Regions from separate parts of the Mus musculus genome. Here regions 2 and 3 are each linked to region 1. A link is a contact called in public Hi-C data. All regions are on one chromosome and are shown on one strand. Each heading gives the region's core, a stretch centred on a gene start, on an enhancer-like site or on the middle of the called end of the contact. The rest is flanking DNA. Distances are from core to core; before and after follow the strand shown.

Region 1 (3,080 bases), core at 397-2,896:
GTGAAGATTGAGACCACCCCAAAGAACTACTTCTAAACAGGTCCACATCCCCCTAACCCTGTTAGCTATCTTCCTCCCCTACCTTTGGTTGGTGGGCTATAAAGGAGGTTGAAGCATGTAAGAACCCTTAAAAAAGTAGGTTTTGAAAAATATAAGCCTATACCTTCTCTCTTCTGCCTTCTCTGACTCTAACTCAGAGAATTGTGGTAAGAAAAGAAAGGCCATTCATGGGACATCATTTCAACCTTGTTCAAATTTCTTGGCCTGCTTCCATGAGCATGCCTAGAGAGCCATTTTCTTTATGTATTTTTTTTTATTGTATTTACCTCCCATAATCCTCTCTTGTCCCCTTTGTTGATCTGTTTTCTTCTCCTTTCTGCTTTCATATCTGTGTATATGACTCAGTGACCTAGACTTACTAAATGGAGCAATGGCTATATCACTGAACAAAATGCCTCTTCTTCCCTCAGCAGCCATTACTCGAATAGAGAGACTCAGAAAGTGCCACCTTCTTCTACGTTTACCTTCTTTATATCTCCTCTTTCCTAGTGTTACCTAAGCCTTGGAGAGAGTGATAGAGGTGGCCCACTAAGCACTCAGCAGTTATCTCATTTCCAGCATGGTGACCAGAAAGCAGCTAAGTCTCATTCAAACATTCAGATTAAGCAATAGCAAGTAGGCCTCTGTTAGTAACTTCATTAGCAAGAGAATTCACTAGGCAAGGTATTTAGTTTGGATCCAAAATGGACTGTCTTAAAGGCAGAAGCTCACTCCAGTCTGGGAAACAAGGGCCATGGGCTATTCTTCAGACACATCCAGAGAACAGGGAGTATTTTGTTATTTTAACTAGAATGCAACCTCTGGAGGTCCTTCTGGTAGACATCAATCTTTTACAGTTTACAGCCCATAATGATATATGGGGGGATGTGAGAATACAGTGTGTCAGAGAGTCCCTTGTACCAAATAGGAAGACAGACCGAACTTTAATCTTTAGAGCAAGAAAAATGCATCCTTTTTGCTGTGGAATTAAAAGGGGATGAGCAAATTGTAAGTGATTTTTTAAAGCATACAATAAGACTTCCAGCCCAATTCATGGGGGGGGGGTAATTGGTACTTCACATCAGTATTTTTCATGAACTATTTGAAAAACAGAGAAAAATGTGTTATTTCTCTGGAGCCACATCCCACTGTTCTTCAAAGCATATTGCTGAGGAATAAATAATCATTCCCCACTGGTGATTGGCACATTGAGCAACTTTGTGTTGGGCAAAATGTATCAGAAAGCCAACAGTTGATTTTGGACCTAATATATCCAGAGTCCTTGGAGTGAAGAAAAATTTTAAAAGATGCCACACCCTCTAGAGGAGGGTCACACTCAAAAGTGTCTGTTGACTCTGGGGGACAGGAGTAGGGTCCTGTGTAGATAAAAACCCTGACTGTGCCCACAGGGACATTGTATTTCTTGACTGCATTTGGAACTTCACTTCCTTAGTTCCAATACAGTGAAACACATCTGTGACATTTACCCTTAAATTAGATGAAAAATGATCTCAGGACAAACTAATTTGTTGGAAAATGCTGTGTGTTCCTGGTGTTTCTCATCTTCGTGGGAAAAGTTGGAAACCTAAGTAAAACGATTCCCATCCCCTGTGGGGGAGAAGGGGGACAGAGCAGAGCCTGCCAAGGTAATGTGTTGTAGATTGCGTATGGAAGGGAGGTTAACTATCTCAGAGACAAATATTTTGTTATTTCTTGGCAGAAGGTTGAGGAGTGGGCGTTTGAAGTTAATGCCCTGAGTCCTGCTTCTAAATGTTTCCATGTCCTTCTGGCAGCCATGTGATATTAAAATCTTCAGTAAATTAAGTAAATGAGTAAAACATGTTCCATAATGAGATGGGGACAGGCTTCATGAATTATTCCTTCCACCCATGAAAATATCACCAGGTAACCTGCAGAACACATCTTGGTCTCTTGTGTTTCTTCTTTAGAACTAAAAAAATCCAAAGACTACATCAGGGCATAAGGATAGCCAGTGACTTATTCATCATGTTCATGTTCTTTCAGAAAATACCCTATTTCAGTATCTATCTCTATGGGGGCGCAGACTTATAGTTCTGGAACACCAGAGCTTTCTCTTCCTGTGAATCAACTCTCCTGTAGCTGCAACTTCCTCATCTGTGAACTATCCCGAGCTGGCAGGTGGTGGAGGTGCCCATGTTACTAGCTCATGGGATTTACTGCCTCCACATTCCTGTTTCTCCTCCCTGCCAACCTACAGATCAGATCTCTGAAGATCTGATGTAGATCTATAGATAAAGATCTCAGTGAAGCTAAGAAGCAGGCATGTTTGGCTGCTGTGCACTTTGAAGCTATTTTTATGCTTTCTAGCTTTCTCAGGAAGTTGCCCAGGGGCTCAGACTCAACTTAAGTGCAGCTAGGATCTGGGAACCTGCTTACAAAGCTCTCAGTTGCTGAGTGCCCACATTCTTGTCTTGCTTCAGATTTGCATTGTCATGCTTACCCAGAAGTTTGAAAAGCATCCCAAATTGTGAGCCTTCTAGATGGCAAAACCAACATCTTCATTGCATCAGTTCCTGTGGTCATGGCTCTCAATACAGAGATGGGCCTGCCTAGCTGTTCTTCCTGCGGCTCAGTTAGCATCCAACTTCCTGACCCAAGCCAAAGCATGAGCACGACCTTCTAGAAACTGATACTCAACCTAACAGCCAACTATATGCCAGTTATATGACCTATGATCTTGCTCTCTTCTCCCTATACTATCTTCCTACTTCATCATAGTTGAGGGGCCTTGTCTAGACTGATCCAGTAAAAATCATCCTCATGGTATCAAGGAATTTGCATGTGTATACTCAAAGGAAGAGAGAGATTGGGGGCAAGGATGTGGCTTCAGTCCCTGAAGTCTTGAGGTCCAGCACTGCATAAATTTGGTGTGCTGAATCTTAGAGTCAGCCTTGGCTATATAGCAAATTCAAAGCCAGCTTGGGCTACATGAGATCTTGTCTGATAGACAATACATAGTGATCATGTGTTACCCTACTCTAAGTTACTCTACATTGTAT
Region 2 (3,375 bases), core at 827-3,326, 350 kb before region 1:
CAGGACTTAACCAAACGCTTGAGCATCTAGCTGCAGGGAAAACATGTCTTTTGTTCTTAGATTAACTTACAGTATCTCTGAGAAGTAAAGCAAGAACTTTCCTGAGAACCAAGGGAGACCTGATCTTGTTTCATGGTTCTATGTAGTAGACCTGCAATGTTTTCCTAACTTCTCTGGGTCCTGAATAGATAATCTTATTCTGGGTATAGTCAGATGGCAGTAAGGAATATTCACAATACAGGAAGTTAGAGAAAGGGGTTCATGCCTTCCATGCTTTCATTTTATTAACAAAACAAATGGTAACAAAGATAAAAACCTAGCCACATGTTTCATACTCTAGTATTGGAGACTAACTCAGAATGAATATTAGGTGAACTGGTAAGAAAAGCTGGACAATGGCCATCATGGCAAGTGTGATCTTTGGGTCAGAATTCTTGGTCTATGTCTTTTGGTTCTGAGCAAGGAGCCTCAGTTACTCTCCTTTCTGATAAAAAAAAAAAGTACTAAGGATTCCTCACTTGAAGTCTAAGGGAGGTTGTCTTGTACATGACATGCAGTGAGAAAGGTTTTGCAAAGACAAATCTGAGTGTCTTCAGACTCCATAGAACTCCATAGCCCAGTCTGGGAGTGTGGCTCAGTTAGTAGACACTGGTCTAGGATATATGATGCCCCATGTCATTCTCAGAGATCCAGGACTCAAATGAGGTAGTGCATGGCTATAATCCCAGTACTGGAAGGTTGAGGCAGGATTCAAAGTTCAAGATCTGGCTATATAGCATGTTTGAGGCCAGTCAAGTAGAGATAAGATTGTATCTAATGTTAAAAAATAAAAATAATAATACATTTTTACAGAAATGAAATGAAGGAAAGAAATGTAGTGGTTTGATGTTGTGTACTAATATACACTCAAAATATTTATATATAAATACATTTTATCCTGAATAAACAGGTTAACATCTCTCAGCCGAGAAAACACATTCTTAAGTTCCACAGATTGAAAACTAATGCTTATATAATTTGAAAACAATTCTATCCACTTACTTTCAGTTTTTTATTAAAGAGACACCATTATGGTGATGAAGGTCTGTCTGGTACCATAATTCCTCAAGTGATGCCGCCATCACCTGTGTATATAAAGTATCTGTTTTACAGAAATTTCTCCAGCCAGTAGCTTTTAGTGTTGCCAAGCTTTTTATAATTTGGTTGTATCCTTTAGTGGCTATGCTGCATGAATTATGTTAAAAAATTAAATCTTAGTATAGGTGTGACATAAAAATATGTTCCTTCTGAAAGGCCAACTGAATTTTTATTCTGTGCAAATTTAACCCAAATCCTGTGGTAATAGCTTCATCTTAGGAAGTTTGTGTCTGAGATTGTGTTGATGTCAGACATGTAGATAAATGCAAATTAACTCTGTTATAATAAAATGCTCTAGTCTAGTTGAAATGATTATGTTTTCCTATCCATACTTTTAAGATACAACCGCAGATTTGATTTTATACCTAATATAATGTTTGTTATTTTAATCTGATGCTTCAGTTAATAGCGTTATGCTATGTTTACATAAGCCGGCTCCCTCTCTCTTCCAACACCGTGTTTGTAATGAATCACAGCACTGGGTTTCCAGAGAAAATTATAACCCAAGGCGATCTTCTGATATTGCCATATCCAGGTCTTTGAGAAGTAGGCAGGGCATGTATAAGTAAATAAATACATGCTGCCCAACATCCTAATAAAGATGTAAAGTGTTCTATTTAAAAATGGTTGTTTTATCTACACACTGCCAAATATACAGGCTTTTGGCTCTCTTTGAATGTGGGTGGGTGTTTGGAGACGTGTTCTCCATGGATCCTGTACTGGCTTCATATTGTTCCTTTTACTTGGGTTTAGGAAATGAAGAAGCAGGGACAGGGACTATGGGCTGCTGGTAAAAAGCCTTCTATTACAGAACTCTTGGCAATTCCCCCCTTCAGGGAAATCTGCTATCTTGCCTGCCAGGGATTTTGAAGGTTTCCCAGAGGCCCCAGGATTGTCCTTGTTCTTCCCTGCAGCTGGAGAGCAGGCATGCACTGGAGACCCCTCCCTCAGAGTGGACGCAGGCAGATGCTTCTCTTCAAACCAAATCACTTAAACAAGTGCACACACAGATGGGGCGTCTCATTTCCTTTACAACAGAGGGAGTCTGGGAGTGGGGCTCATTTGCTCTATCACTTTCCCAGCTCTTGTGAAGCTCTACGTTTATGCCCAGGTTTCCAGACTTAGAAACAAGCTCCCTTGCCTGCTATGCTATCTTGACAGCCCCCTAGGTGTTTCTTAATCCAACTGAGTGAAGTATGGAAATTAACTAGCACAGTGTAACCTTGATGAAGAGACCTATTAACTTCGTGATAACTTACCCTAGTGCAAGTCCCAAGTTATGGAAGTTGGAAATGAGATAGTTTGATTTTGAAGACAGAGGACAGATCATATACTGGCTCCATGTCAGACAATTGAATAAACAATGGGCAGTCCAAGATCCCTGGGAACTGAAGAAATGAAAAGAGACAGGAAGGGCAGAGTCCAACTTCCTTCTCTGGGAACTTGGCTTGGGCTCCATGAGCCAGCCTTGTCCTGCTAGTACTTGGCTAATCTTTGCAAGACGCTATCTCATTAGATTTCTTTGATGGAATACTGATGTGGGAAGCCTGGGCTTCTTATTCTCTGGAAAGAAAAAGACCCCAGGATTTAGAAGTATAGGAATCAGAAATTAAGAGCTTACTGGGACAGTGCTGTGTGATAGCCCTTGACATGTGACTGAAAATGTCACAGTCCTAATATTTAGGAGGGGCTTCTGAACGCTCTTGGAAGTTACATTCAAGTTTCTGGCAGCCAGTTCTGGTTATCACTGAGATCAGTATGCCTGAAGGACTGACCTTGGCTTGACCTTCTCTGAAGCTCTCAGCGAGATGGCAAGACAGCTTGATATTCTCCCATGGGGGTGCCTGCTGTTCCCAGGAAACTGCGACTGCAAAGAGCTAATCCACAGGGCTAGAGTGGGGCACAGCATTTTCTGAGATAAATTCCTGCAAGAGGTACAGGTGCATTGTGGGGAAAATGTGTGCCTGATCCTAGTTATTTTATCTTGTTGCCTATTGCATGTGGTCTGGAATGTTTGCCATAGGCTTTAGCCTATATGTTAATATGTTTTTACATTTTATGCATTGAGTTTAAATAAAATAATAAATGAGGCAAAAAAAAGTAGTTTAAATAAGATCTGGATGTCAGGACACTTCCGAATCAGAACGAAGGGATGAAGTGTCAGTCATTTTAAAGTCTAGGTGACAACATCACCAGAAGCATTAATCCTGATCGAAAGGTTTGTGCTACAAGCTGGCA
Region 3 (3,298 bases), core at 713-3,212, 360 kb before region 1:
CATTGTGGCGAAAAAGAACTTGACAAAAGTAACTTAAAGAAAGAGTGAGTGATTTTGGCTCACAACCATCTGTAACTGTTGTTCCAAGAAGTCTAATGCCCTCTTCTGGCCTCCATGGACAGCAGGCATGAGTGTTTATAAACAAAACACTTATACATGTAAGATAAAAATAAAATTTAAAAATCATCAAATCAAAGCATTCACTACTTTTTTTTTAACACCCCCATGCAGTTTTTCCCCACATAAATGCTTGCTTTCCCTTCCTCAGCACCTTTACTGACTACTTTGGAGACCTCTTTACTGCATGTTCTTCCTGAATCCCAGGGGCTGAAGCTGGTAAGTGTTATGTTACTGGATCTAAAATGTCTCCCATGGGCTCTTATGTTTTAAAATTTGGTCTCCTGCTGGTGGAGCTGTTTTGCAAGGTTATGAGAGCTCTGGGACACGGGAACTTGGCTAGAGGAAATAGGTCACTGGGGGTAGCCCCAGCTTCTGGCCTAGCTCTGTCTGTCTTCTTTCTCTGCCCCGTCTGGGAGCTCTACCCCATCTCTCTGTGGCCATGTTGTTTCTGGATCAAGCCTTCTCCATCATGAGAAACTGAATTGTGTGAAGTTAGAAGGTATTTTGTCATAGGGATGAGAAAGTAACTAATACAATGAATGATATAGAACATAGGGAAAGACCTCTTTGCTTGTTGTGTCCATGAGGACACCATGTGGCATAAATCCAAAACCACATCAACAGGTCTGGTTTCTCTTCTCAGTGGTTCCTGGTGACTAAAATAATCAGTTATGGCTATGGGCTTGGTCTGCCTTCCTATAAATGATATCTTTAGACCTGTGCCTTATACTATGGCCTCAGTTGGAAATGAAGACATCATAAAGTTACAATGAGGTCATAAGGTCACAATGAAGGTCATATATTGTGATGAAGTCATTATTACAATGGCATGAAATCACAATGAGGTCACAAAGTCACAATGAGATCATGAGTTACACTGTGGTCTGAAACTCATGATATGGTTATGATCAGAATGAGGTCATGAATTATAATGAGGTCATGAATTATGGTGATAAATTATGGTGAGGTCATAATTATAATGAGGTCATAATTATGATGATGTCATAAACTATATTATAAATTATTGTGCCATATAGGGTTAGGGTGATCTTAAGTCCAGGGACAGATGTTATAAGAAGGGAAGAACACACACATGTACACACTTACACATATGTGCAAGCAATATCTGAGGAGTATGACTCAGTGCTGGCTCTTACTGTTTCAGCCTAATATGGGCCATCGACATAAAGAAAGTGAATGCATAAATGAACAAATAAACACGTGGGTAATTAAGTGATGCCAGGGAAGACAGAGCTCAGGGTCAGGTAAGTATGGGAATTGAGAACAAAAGACCAAAAAGTGAGCCATGCAAAGCTCTATGAAGAGTCTACCAGGCAAAGAGACTATCGAGTAAAACCCTTGGGTTGGGAAGAACTTGATATAAGCAATGGTCAGAAAGAAACTGACCACTGGAATGGAAGGGGAGGTTTCAGAGACTTGGACCCCAAAACTCAGATTATGGAGATCTTGCCAGTTATAATGAATTTGACATTTAAAAATTCTAATGGGAAGCCTTTAACAAGTGGGTTTTGTGAATGTGTGAATCTGAGTCTATCTGCCAGGGCAGAAGCAATTGTTGGCATATTTTCCTTATAGACTCCAAGCTTAAAGATAAAGGTGAGGATCCCAAACATAATTGCAGATCTAGAAGATGATTAGCAGGCTGCTGTCTCCTCACTTGCTATAACTGGAGACTTCTAAGCAGCAGGTTCCCTCCCCAGTAGACTTCTTGCTAGTAAGAGAAGACTCTGGGCCTCCCTTGCATCTGCCCTGGCCTGGAGGAGTGTCTAATATGAGCAAAAACATGATGTGCTAAGATTTCTGCTGCCAAGAACACAATGAAATCAGTAGTGGCCCTGCCCTGAGGAGCTCACAGTCTCAACATGGTGTGAGCCACAGTGTGTTGTACATAGTGAGTGAGAAGCACAGAAAGAATGTTGCCCAGAGCAAAGCAATCCTGGTTCTACATAGAAGTGATTTCAGATGACATGTTTCAACTCAACTCAGATCATCTCCAGAGAGGCTTTGCTGAGAGAAAGAAAAAAAAAAAAAAGCCAAGGGTTGTTTGGGTTGGAAAACAACCTGAAGTGCATCCCCAAGTCTTCTGATGTCTTTGTTTTGAAAATGAACAGAAGATCTCCCAGCATTTGAGTTTTGATATGCATTACATGGGCAAGCCTTCTACTGACTTACAAATTTGTCAGGCAGAGTTGGAAAGCCACCTAGTTCTCTATTATCTGATAAATCTGGAATTAGCATATCTCAGCAAAATGATTTTTTTTTTCCTCTTTAAGCTACTTCTTTTCAGGACTGTGGCAAAGTCATTTCTGGAACAAATGAGTGAAACTGAAGCCTTTTAAATTTTTTTTCAGTGTTAGGTTATAAACTGAAAGATGCAGGAAGAGATGCTAAGATCCAGTTCTTATTGCCTGTGTGCTAATGATGGATGATGAAGCTGCTAGTCCCAGTGCCCCAGCAGAGGAATCAGAGGGGAAAAATATCTAAGCAGCTAAGCCCCTCTAAGAGAAACAAAATTTAACTCAAATGGATCACATTCCAATTATCCTCAAATGCATTGGTGTTTCAAATTGCCTACTCAAGAGCATGGGCTGGCATAGTGCAGGAAGACTAGGGGAAAGAATATGAAGACTACAGGAAAAAAGAGGCAGAATAGCAGTCAGCTGAAGAAATGGGCAACTGAGCATGTACATCTCCAAATGAACCGATGGCCCTGGATCTCTACTGACAGTGTACTGGAAGGTGATTTGTCCGACCACATGAAGTATACAGGCATGGAAAGATCTGTGCCCCAAAGCACATAGTCTTCCGCAAAGCCCCTTGTTCTGCTGCAGATCTGTGCAGTAAATATGTGAGGTAGTGGCATAGGAGACTGTCACAGAGCATGTGAGAGGAGCAGACAGCAAGGTGGGTCCAGCTTGGCCCTGCCTGTCACATAGCTTCCTCAGTGTCATTCAAAGAAGAGAAGATCATTAAAGTGGGGGTTTGTGGGCTCTGCTCAAAGATAGGATGTGTAAACAAAGAATTCCCCAAAGTCCTTGAGATATTTTACATTTTCATAACAGCCACAAAGCCTCAGTCAAAGGGCAACAGGCTTGGCAGAAATGAAGATACTGTAAAGAGACATTTGTGTCTCAGTCTAACTGCCAGACTGCTGAAA

What was found. Hi-C and Micro-C count contacts between places; a contact is called where the count stands out from the background.
Region 2: a contact with region 1 is called in a Hi-C map of uterus, with 2.0 times the contacts expected there. The contact joins two enhancer-like sites.
Region 3: a Hi-C map of uterus shows a contact between it and region 1, with 2.3 times the contacts expected there. The contact joins two enhancer-like sites. A contact is called at or near these places in 3 of 484 Hi-C or Micro-C datasets (3T3-L1-derived adipocytes, nephron progenitors and uterus), 1 of 115 datasets of contacts at active chromatin or transcription factors (heart atrium) and 1 of 9 other capture datasets (embryonic stem cells).

The regions. Positions count from the first base shown.
Region 1 is chr8:128,200,130-128,203,209 of GRCm38.p6, forward strand. No RefSeq gene overlaps it. Among named protein-coding and RNA genes, the nearest start is that of Mir21c, 77 kb to the right of the region's middle. Within about 2 kb of position 1,647, at least 49 of the 459 cell types and tissues checked have an H3K27ac peak or open chromatin away from gene starts, as enhancers often do. A contact at or near this core is called in uterus, where this site is marked.
Region 2 is chr8:127,854,000-127,857,374 of GRCm38.p6, forward strand. No RefSeq gene overlaps it. Among named protein-coding and RNA genes, the nearest start is that of Gm32590, 50 kb to the left of the region's middle. Within about 2 kb of position 2,077, at least 13 of the 459 cell types and tissues checked have an H3K27ac peak or open chromatin away from gene starts, as enhancers often do. A contact at or near this core is called in uterus, where this site is marked.
Region 3 is chr8:127,836,574-127,839,871 of GRCm38.p6, forward strand. No RefSeq gene overlaps it. Among named protein-coding and RNA genes, the nearest start is that of Gm32590, 32 kb to the left of the region's middle. Within about 2 kb of position 1,963, at least 11 of the 459 cell types and tissues checked have an H3K27ac peak or open chromatin away from gene starts, as enhancers often do. A contact at or near this core is called in uterus, where this site is marked.